3 separate regions of the Mus musculus genome follow, and all the other regions are linked to region 1. Evidence: chromatin contacts called from public capture Hi-C and promoter capture Hi-C data. All regions are on one chromosome and are shown on one strand. The core of a region is the stretch at or near the end of the contact, and the rest is flanking DNA. Distances in the headings are between cores, read along the strand shown.

Region 1 (3,084 bases), core at 488-2,987:
TCTACCCGCAGTCGCAGCCAACGCAGGAAGCCCAGGGCCCGCGCCACGCGCTGCAGCCGCGCCTTGAGACCCACGCGGATGCCACCAGCGAACTGGGGAGACGCGCCGGCTGGGGGCCTCGGACGCAGCCTGCGCAGCACTACGAGCGCAGCCAGTGGCGTCCGGTCCCGGGGCCCTGGGTCCCCTGCACGCGATCGCTCTCTGGCTCCCGCGTCGCTCTCTCCCGCAACCACAAGCGCCTTTCTCGTCACCTCTCCGACCTGGAGGAGCTGAGCCCCGGGAGCCCCCGCTGTCTCAGGCTCGGTGCCCAGCAGCTCAGCCTTTGGCTGTGCCCCGACATCACTGGTGTCTACAATCGCGCTAGAGTCCTGGGGACTCTGAGAGCCTCTGGGGACGCTGGAGGCTGCAGCTTCCCTCCCCAGCTCTATCTCCTGGGACTCAGGGATGCCACTTGAGGTTCCTGGGATCTTCTGTGGGAGATGTCTGTGCCCAGCCCACCCGGGGCTCGAGTCTGTATCTGTCCGGGAATCGTCACTCGCTCTTTGAGGCCCCGTCCCCGACGACCCTTCCTTGCTCTGGAGCTCCAAGGCGTGTCCTTCGCTGCCTGGATGGTTGCTGCCAGGGCATTTGCCCTGTACCTGAGTTGAGCTGGGTCCTCTGATTGGAGCGCCTTCTGACCTGGGATCCGAAGGTTCCATTTTGGGTGGCCGCTCCGGGGCTCCACCGCCCTGGCTGCTGCTGTCCTGGGCCTCGCGGGCTTCACTGTCCAGACACGAGCTGCCACCATCCCCGCCCGACGTGTCCCCATCCCTGCCAGGAGTCTCTCCGTGACCTCGCCGAGTCAAAGGTCCCCGATCCTTTCCTCTCCTGCGGCGGCCGCGTTTGCCTGTCCTCACTTCTTCCCTGGGGATTCCCTGTTCCTCCGTGTGCTCCCCACAACTGTCCCCGGAGTCACGGCTCTCCGTGGGTCCGTGTCTCAGACGCTGCGAGCTGCTCTGCCTCTCCTGGGTCTCCTGTGATGTTCTGCAGCGGTGGTTCCCCTCTCCGGTGTGCTTCCTCTGGCCTCCAGCGGTCCCCTTGCCTCCAGTGGCCTCGTGCTCCGTAGCGGGCTTGTTCTTGCGGGCTTTGCTGCGGGCAGGCCTGCGGTCCGGGCTTGGGGCGCAGTCGGCGCTGGCGGACCCAGACTCCAGCTCGGCTGAGGCTGGTCTTCCAGGTCGAGGCCGGCGGTGGGGCGCTTTGCCCTTACTTCTGCCCATGACTGACTTCCCGATGTCCTGATCCTTTTGCCTTCTGATCTGATCTGACTGCCCATGGGTGCCCTGAGGCCTCGGTTGCTATAGATGCTTTCTGCTCCTGCAGGGTTATGGGCTCAATCTGTCCCCCTCCTGGAGTCTCCCCTCCTGGGCAGCATCATCAATAATGCAGGAGGCAGCGGGTCCTGACCCGGTTGGTCAACAATGGAGTGGAAGCGGAGGAAAGAGGAGACGCTGCCGCTGTGGACAAAGGCCATGGACAGGGCGACGACGCCATGACTCCTTGCCAGGCAGGTCAGCCTGGCACTAGGCCAGACTGAGGAGCCAGGCTCTACTTCAGCCTCACTACCGGCCTGCCAAGAGGGGCGGAATGAAGTTGTTTTACATGGGGGCTTCTCCAGGAGACAAGGGATTGTGGCTATGGGACTGGGCAGGGGACACTTGGGCGTTCTCTTCTTTTCCGTTGTGAAATATAACTTACTAAAAAGTGGATATGATACGAGTATATACCTTGAACTGTGCACACTTTTGGACTGAAACTAGACTCATGGGGGACAGGAATCAAATCCCAGACCTATAGAAGAGCAGCCAGTGTCCTCCAGCATTGCTCTGCTGGCTCTCCAGCCCCAAAGGAGTAGTACCGTTAGTTGTCAGGAGATCTTCCTGGATCTTTTCCCTACAAGGCTGAGGAGGGCCCTGTGGATTCCAGCCAAGTCCTCTGCTAACCGAGTTACATGCCTAGCCCTCCCCACTGCTTTTTCTTTTATCTTTAAAGATATATTTATTTATATGAGTACACTGTAGCTGTCTTCAGACACAACAGAAGAGGGCATTGGATTCCCTTCAGATGGTTGTGAGCCACCATGTGGTTGCTGGGAATTGAACTCAGGACCTCTGAAAGAGCAGCCAGTGCTCTTAACTGCTGAGCCATCTCTCCAGCCCCTCTCCCCCCACTGCTTTTTCAATTAGCAATAATCACGTCTTCGATAAACCTCATTGGCTACAATACTGCCACCCATCGAGAATACTGTGCAATGCTCTTTCATTCAAAAGGCTTGCCTACAAGGTATTTATTTATTTCATGTATGTGAGTACACTGTTGCTGTCTTTGGGCAGACCAGAAGAGGGCATCAGATCCCATTAGAGATGGTTGTGAGCCACCATGTGGTTGCTGGGAATTGAACTCAGGACCTCTGGAAGAGCAGTCAGTGCTCTTAACCACTGAGCCATCTCTCCAGCCCTTTTAATTAATTTCGGTACAGGGTTTTGTAGCCTTGGCTGTCCTGAAACTCTCTCTGTAGACCAAGCTACCCTTGAACTAAGAGATCTGCCTGCCTCTGCCTCCAAAGTGCTGGGATGAAAGGCCTCCCCACCCTGCCTGGCCCCGGGGTTTTGTAAAACACTTAGTTTCTCTCCTCTGTCTTTTCAGTTGTTCAGCATCATGACGAATTCATGCACTGTAGTCTAACTAGTTGCTATTGATAGATTTTTGTTTGTTTTGTTTTCAAGACAGGGTTTCACTGTACAGTTCTGGTTGTCTTGGAACTCACTGTGTAGACCAGTCTAGACCAGCTGGCTGCCTGCCTCTGCCTCCTAAGTGCTGGGATCTTGGTGGATTTTTAGTTGTATTTCTTTGTGTGTGTGTGCGCACCTGCTCGCACGCCTGCATGCACCTGCACACTGTGTACTCTCATACCACAGTCCTTGAGTGTGATCAGACAGCAGCCAGCTTACAGGAGTCAGTTCTTTCCTTCCAACCTGTGTGGCCTGGAGACTGAACCCAAGTGGTCAGGCTTGGTGGCAAGTGCCACTGAGCTAACTTGTAGGCCCT
Region 2 (3,228 bases), core at 27-2,526, 340 kb before region 1:
TTCTTTTTTTTTTTTTTTTTTTTTTTTCGAGACAGGGTTTCTCTGTGTAGCCCTGGCTGTCCTGGAACTCACTTTGTAGACCAGGCTGGCCTCGAACTCAGAAATCCACCTGCCTCTGCCTCCCCAGTGCTGGGATTAAAGGCGTGCGCCACTACCGGCGTAGTTCTTTTTGGTGGCATGAAATCAAATGAAGAAAGAGTGCATTTTACTTAGCACTTAAAGGCTTTTTGAAACAAGGCATTACACAGCCCAGGCTGCCTTCAGTCCGATTCTATATAGCTGATAATGATCTTGGACTTCGTGATCCTCAGACCTCCACTTGAAGTTGCAAGCCTGTGTGTGCCACGGTGCCCAGTTTATGCTGTGCTTTGAGATTATATTTTGGCTTTAGTGCATGCTCGACATCTCCAGCCTACTACTTAGCAATTTTTAAGGAAGAATTAAAAAACAAACTGGTGAAAACTGGCTGTCTTTGAGGCTCAGGAACTCTTTGTTATAAATCCTACGCTAGAACTTCTTAGGCGTAGGTACATCTTCGATGACGATAATGATATGGCAAAGTAAAGTCTAGATTTCAAAATTTCTAGGACCTGCCCTGCCGGTTTAGGTGGGAAAAGACTTGGGCTATAAAATGTAGAGAAACTGGACCTGTTCCCTCTCGCTTTAAATCCAGGCCCAGTGCATAAACCCGGAAGCTCCGCAGGACCAGGTCCTTGCATCCCAAGTCTCTAACGTCAGTCAAGTCGGCAATATTTTTAGCCAACGACAATGAACCGTCTCCCGAACGTAACCTTTGTCCTGTTACCCTTTCGCTCCAATTTGTTTGGGTTCCAGTAAAATCAACAGCTTTCCTCTATTAGCCTCCTCACCCCGCCCGAGACCCTTGACACCCATTCCCTTCTGGTTTCCGGGGACACTGTGGTGAGAGGACCCCCCCCCCACACACACACACACCCACCGCCCTAGCCTGAAAGGAGGTGAGTCCCACAGCGCAGGCGCAATCCCGCCCCTCAAGGCCCTGGCCAATCGGTTGCGCGCGTCTCCAGGGCTCTTTTCCTCCCGGAAAGATCACGTGAACCTGGAGACGTGAGGTCCGGGAAGAGCCCCACTCCCTTTCCAGTGCCACTGCGGTCCCTTGACCTTTTACCTTGCTTTCCTTGGCGAGGAGCCGCTCGGGGACCTCCCCTGGCCCGCAGCAGGGGATTCGTCCGTCCGGCGGGCGGTACCAGCGTCGGGGATTGCAGCCGGTCACGTGAGGAGTGGCGGCGGGGACGGGGCGGGGACGGCTCGAGGGGGCGGGGCCGAGGGCTGTCTCGCTCCGCTCATAGGGCCTGGTCGGCGCCTGAGCTGCGGAGACAGGTTGTCATCGCTTTGGTGCCTGTCACTTCTGTCGCCACCTCCTCTGCCCCCAGCACTGGTCTCCGTCATGAATCCCGATCTGCGCAAGGAGCGGGCCGCCGCCACCTTCAATCCAGAGTTAATCACGCACATCTTGGATGGTAGTCCGGAGAACACCCGGCGCCGTCGAGAAATCGGTGAGCCTGGAGGGCCGGGCCTCTTATACCGAACCAGGCGAAAGACCCCCGTGAATGAGGATTTGGGGCCTCTGGAGTTGAGGGGAAGCGGGGACCCCTACTTCGATGGGCGTCCGGTGTCAGGATTAGGAGGGGAACGTCCTCTGTTCTAATCTGATGGGAGTCAGGGAGGGTGAGTACCTGTTTCTCTTGATGTCATTTAACCCTCTTTCAGAGAACTTGATTCTGAACGATCCAGACTTCCAACATGAGGACTATAACTTCCTCACTCGAAGCCAGCGTTACGAGGTGGCTGTTAAGAAGAGTGCCACCATGGTGAAGAAGATGAGGGAATTTGGCATCGCAGACCCTGAAGAAATCATGTGGTTTAAAAAGTAGGTGTATCTTAGCACATTAGTGTATGCCCAAACTACAGCTGCAGTCTGGGGAGGTCTTCTTACCGCGCATGTCGTTTAAAGGCTTAAATTGAATACTTCATGATTCAATTTTATGTGTGAAAAATAATATTACTTTTGCATCTAGATCTTTTAGTAGGATAGCATAGCATAGTTGTAAAAATGCTAATAATGAACGGTTGTGCCCAAAATTGTTTTTTTTTTTAATTTTAACAAACTTTAAGGGATGGTGAGGTGGCTACCTGGCCTAATCATCTAATTTCAATTTGTAGAAAGAGAGTCACCTCCCTTAGATTGTCCTCTGACCATTTGCTAGAGGTGGCTGTTGTACCCCCACACACAATAAGATGAAACTTTAATTTATAAAGTTCTTTTGAACTGGGCCACGGTGACCCATGCCTTTAATCTCAGCACTTCGGAGGAGGCAGAGGCAGAGGCAGGCTGATCTCTGATTTTGAGACCAGCCTGGTCTGCAGAGCTAGTTCCTGTTCGTCAGCCAGGGTTACATGGCGAAACTGTGGGAGAGGGTGGGCCAGAAGGCCGGGCAAACACTAGTGAAGCCCGCTGGGGGGATGGGGGAGACAGAGAGGCAAATAATAAAAAAGCTTTTTGTTCCAAACATCCCTATGAAAGTTCTTTAAGTGCAAAGTGAACCTTCACTTTGTAAGAAAGCTTCCCGATACCAAAGGTGTGGCGCAGTGGAACACAGATTGCCTAGTGTCTCAAGGCTGTGGGTTTGAGTCTCAGCACTGAAGACAAAACAGAGAGGGGGTGGCGAAATCCGCCTACTGATTTTCTGAGGAACTGTATTGCAAGACCAGACATTGAACTATTTTGGAACACTATCAGATTCTGTTTTTATGTAATGGGTAGTTTGAGTATAAAGTAATAGAAAGTGTGAGAGTCCGTGGAGAACCTGTCAGACCTCAGAATGAATCCGATATTCTCAGAACCACATTCTAAGAACGTCGCATTGTCGGATGGAATGCTGGCGTTTCCTACTGGCTGGCCGGTCGGGAAAACCCGCTTTAGTCTGCGGTTGAGGAAAGCCGCTTTTTCTCAGACGCTCATCTGTTGCACTTTGCTTTTCTGTTATACATAAGGGGGCTGGAGACATGGCTCAGTGGTTAAGAACACCGTCTGATCTTCAGGGGACCCAGGTTCAATTCCCAGCACCATCACAACTGATTGTAACTCCAGTTCCAGGTTATCTGACACCCCTACATAGGCGTACATACAGGCAAAACACCAATGCATATGGAATAAATAAGTCACTAAAAAGGACTTTTAAAAATTAC
Region 3 (3,305 bases), core at 119-2,618, 380 kb after region 1:
GCATGTACCACTGTACTCGGGGAGAACTGACTCTTGACAAATTTCATGCATACAGCCTGGTGCACATGCATACTCACACTCATCCACACACACATGCAAACACACACCTACACAGCAAATGTAAAAGAGTCTACCTTGAATAATTCAAACGGCCTTACAATAACCCAACTATAGGAGTTCTAAGCTACCTTTGCACCTCTTGACAGTAAACAATACAAGGGCAAGCTCCAGCCGGGCAGTGGTGGCGCACACCTTTAATCCCAGCATTTGGGAGGCAGAGAGGCAGGCAGATTTCTGAGTTCAAGGCCAGCCTGGTCTACAGAGTGAGTTCCAGAATAGCCAGGGCTACACAGAGAAATCCTGTCTCAAAAAAATCAAAATCAAGCAAACAAACAAACAAAAAACTAAACTTCTTTCAAAGAGGTTTCACCCCATTTCCTCACTTATTATCTCTTTTCTAAGAGGAAGAAAGACACGACTTGTTTGGAATGAGCTGTGACCCCGATAATGTGTGGAGGAGGAGAAGGTAGGTGGTCCACACACGGCAGCTCTGCCCTAGATGAGATCCCATCCCAAACACTAGTTTGTTTAGTGACAGTGTCTTACTCTGAATCCCAGGCTGGCCCCCAAGTCGCAACCATCCTCCTGCTTCAGCCTCCCGTAATGCTAGTTTTATAGGCGAGTGGCATGCCTGACTCTCAAGTCGCTCTAGTCTATAACTTGGGGGGAGGCGCGCGGGCACGGGGGTTGGGGGCAGCCTAACTCTTACCAATAGCAAACTTGATTAGGGTTTCATTCTCTTCCGACAGAGAATCAAGGAATAAGTCCAGGACTTGTAGTTGCCGTAGGTACTGGTAGTTGCCCGGGTCATAAGCGAAGTTGGCGAGGTTGGCGAGGACTTGCTCCTTGGCATCTGCAATGGGAAGCAGCCCTGGGGTCGGACCTGTGCGGCGGCGGCTGCCGTCAGAACCCTCCTGGGTCCCTCGTGCCCACGCTACACCTCTTACCTTGGCTCTCGGTTTCCTGGAACTCTGTGACCAGCGCCTGCAAGTAGCCTAGCCGCCCGACGTGGGGGTCTATCTTGGGTTTCTGTGCCATGGCTGGGGCGGCGGAGTTGGGAGCTCCGGTAGAGGCCACAAGGCCTGGATCCTGACCTGTCCCGGCGGCGACAGAGCGGCAGCAAACCCAGTCTTGTCCTGAGATCCGCGTCTGCAGCTGGGGATGAGCTGTGGGGGTGGCCAGGGGTCTCAGGATCCTGTCTGAGCCGGATCTGAAAACCAAAATTCAACCCGGGCGAGACGCTGTGGCTTTTCGGAACTGAAGGCAGGCACGCCCCCTTACCACACTCCCTGCACCGCTTCCTGGTTCAGGGCGGAAGTCTCTCTAGCCCCGCCCCAGGAAACGGAGTGAGCGGGACCAGGACGGGATTGGGCGTGGTTACTGGGCGCCTCCTGGGCTTCCCTCCGGATTTCTAGAGCTGGAGGCTTTAACCCTCCACTGCGCAGCCGCCGCAGCGGGGATGCGTCGAAGGAGAGAGGAAGGGAGAGGGGAGGGAAAGAGGAGAAAAGGAGAGAGAGAATGGTGGATGGATTGACAGCCGGGCAGACGGATCTTCAGGCCATCTAGACATGATAGTAGTTTAATCCCAGAACACGGAGTTTAAGGACGGTTTAGTCTACAAGGCAATCCAGAGCTACATGGCAAGACCCTGGTAACAAAACAGAACATCCATCAAACCCCAAACACAATCTTAGGGTCACAAGGAGCGTCAGGGAGGGGCCCAGCTTTGCCGTGCTGTGGTGGAGGTGGAGGATGGAGGCAGTAAGGGTTTTTAGGGCAAGGGTCAGGGGTCATGTACTATGTTTGGTACCAGGGACCTGAATCACAGCAGAATGGTTTGTGTACTTCACCTTTCCCTGGCCCCCACCTCTGGGGTTTAAGTTCCAGTGATCAATCCATGCCCAACATCAACCAAGAGCAAGAGTTTTAGTCTTAGTTTGGATGCTTGAGAACCAAGGTTGCTCCGTGAGAACTCTGTGCCCTTTAGGTTTTATAAGAAGCAGGCTAGGCAGACTTCTTACATCTCAGCTCAAGATGGCCAAGCGTCTGACTAGTCAGAACATCAAAGACCTGGGGACCTGGAGCCTTTGAGATTCCAGAACAAATACTTTGCAGACTCCCCTCAAAATTTTCCAGGGATGGTCCAAAGCAGATCCTGGCTACAAAAGAGTAGACTTTGCTTCCATCTTGTCTCCAAGCCCCAGGCTCCAAAGAACTGGGATTACAGCACACCTGGGCATGGGTGGGGCTGGAGATGGAAGTGAAGGTTTGATGTACGTGACTAAACTACATTTGCACCCTCATTTCTTCGTTGCTTATTGCCCTCAGATTAATGCCATTATTACCAACGGGCAAGTGTGATGAAAATTTCCTAGCTGGAGGATCACAGATTCTATTTTTCCTGGACGTGGGCCTGTTAGCCAGCCCCAACTCTGTTTTCTGTTAGAATGAAAAATAGGTCCCTGGCATTTGCCCTTCAGAGTAGAAACTTCCTTGGGGGGTGGGGGTGGGGTCAAGCTCAGTTCTGAGTTGCGATCCGGAAAGCAGTAGGGGACATTAGACAGAGAGGCAGACTTCAATTGGAAGATGGCATCTCATACAGGCCAAAAAAATTTTTTTAATAACGTTTATTTGTGTGTGTGTATGGTGCGCGCACATGGGCACGCCACAGAACAACTTGTGGTAGTGGGGCCTCTCCTTGTCCATGTGGGTCCCAGGAATCAAACTCAAGTTGTCGGCATGCAGCCAGCACCTTTACCTACTCAGCCGTCTCCACCCAAGGTCTAGAGACAGTGAACATAAGCAACTCAGCAAATGCACGGCTGCAGTACTTCCTTTGACCATGAGGGGGCACTCGTGACAGCACCTTAGAGGAACCGATCGCCTCCTAAAGATGCTTATTCATGCCAGATGGACTTGTGGAGGAGGATGGCTGGCGTCAGTCATGAAAATAAAATCATTTTCCTGATAAGGTTTTCTTGCTGGAGCCTGGTGGAGCCTGAACCAACAAACAACCCCAAGAAGTTCCTGCCAGCCTGAGGGAATGGAGGAAATTTACTCAGGCCTGGTTTCCGCTTTTCTTAGTCCAGAGTTCATGACCCGTGCGGCAGGGAATGTTTTTGTATATAATTCAGACCGTTTTCCCCTTCCCTGGAGTACCCTGCTGCGACAAGCCTGGGCTGATGACAGCTAGCCTTAAGAGATGACCTCAGAGACCAGCACCAGAAGCGAGTAAGTGGACATAG

What was found. Promoter capture Hi-C pulls out the DNA fragments that hold promoters and counts their contacts. Capture Hi-C pulls out chosen DNA fragments and counts their contacts.
Region 2: a promoter capture Hi-C map of pre-B cells shows a contact between it and region 1, with 2.6 times the contacts expected there. The contact joins the promoter of Ten1 here to the promoter of Myo15b in region 1. A contact is called at or near these places in 1 of 39 promoter capture datasets (pre-B cells), 1 of 484 Hi-C or Micro-C datasets (embryonic stem cells) and 1 of 115 datasets of contacts at active chromatin or transcription factors (large pre-B cells).
Region 3: a capture Hi-C map of embryonic stem cells shows a contact between it and region 1, with 2.3 times the contacts expected there. The contact joins the promoter of Armc7 here to the promoter of Myo15b in region 1. A contact is called at or near these places in 2 of 39 promoter capture datasets (liver and pre-B cells), 1 of 484 Hi-C or Micro-C datasets (embryonic stem cells), 1 of 115 datasets of contacts at active chromatin or transcription factors (pancreatic cancer cells) and 2 of 9 other capture datasets (embryonic stem cells and liver).

What each region holds. Positions count from the first base shown.
Region 1 is chr11:115,856,578-115,859,661 of GRCm38.p6, reverse strand. Myo15b (myosin XVB) reads right to left here and starts at 1,737. Exons shown (of 64, transcript NM_001384233.1): 1 at 1-1,737. The coding sequence starts at 1,256.
Region 2 is chr11:116,196,903-116,200,130 of GRCm38.p6, reverse strand. It overlaps Ten1 (TEN1 telomerase capping complex subunit), which reads right to left and starts at 1,276. Exons shown (of 4, transcript NM_027107.1): 1 at 1,148-1,276. It overlaps Acox1 (acyl-Coenzyme A oxidase 1, palmitoyl), which reads left to right and starts at 1,086. Exons shown (of 14, transcript NM_015729.3): 1 at 1,086-1,535; 2 at 1,750-1,909. The coding sequence starts at 1,427.
Region 3 is chr11:115,473,730-115,477,034 of GRCm38.p6, reverse strand. It overlaps Armc7 (armadillo repeat containing 7), which reads right to left and starts at 1,368. Exons shown (of 3, transcript NM_177778.5): 1 at 1,008-1,368; 2 at 770-913. The coding sequence starts at 1,098. Slc16a5 (solute carrier family 16 (monocarboxylic acid transporters), member 5) reads right to left here. Exons shown (of 4, transcript NM_001080934.1): 4 at 2,637-3,305.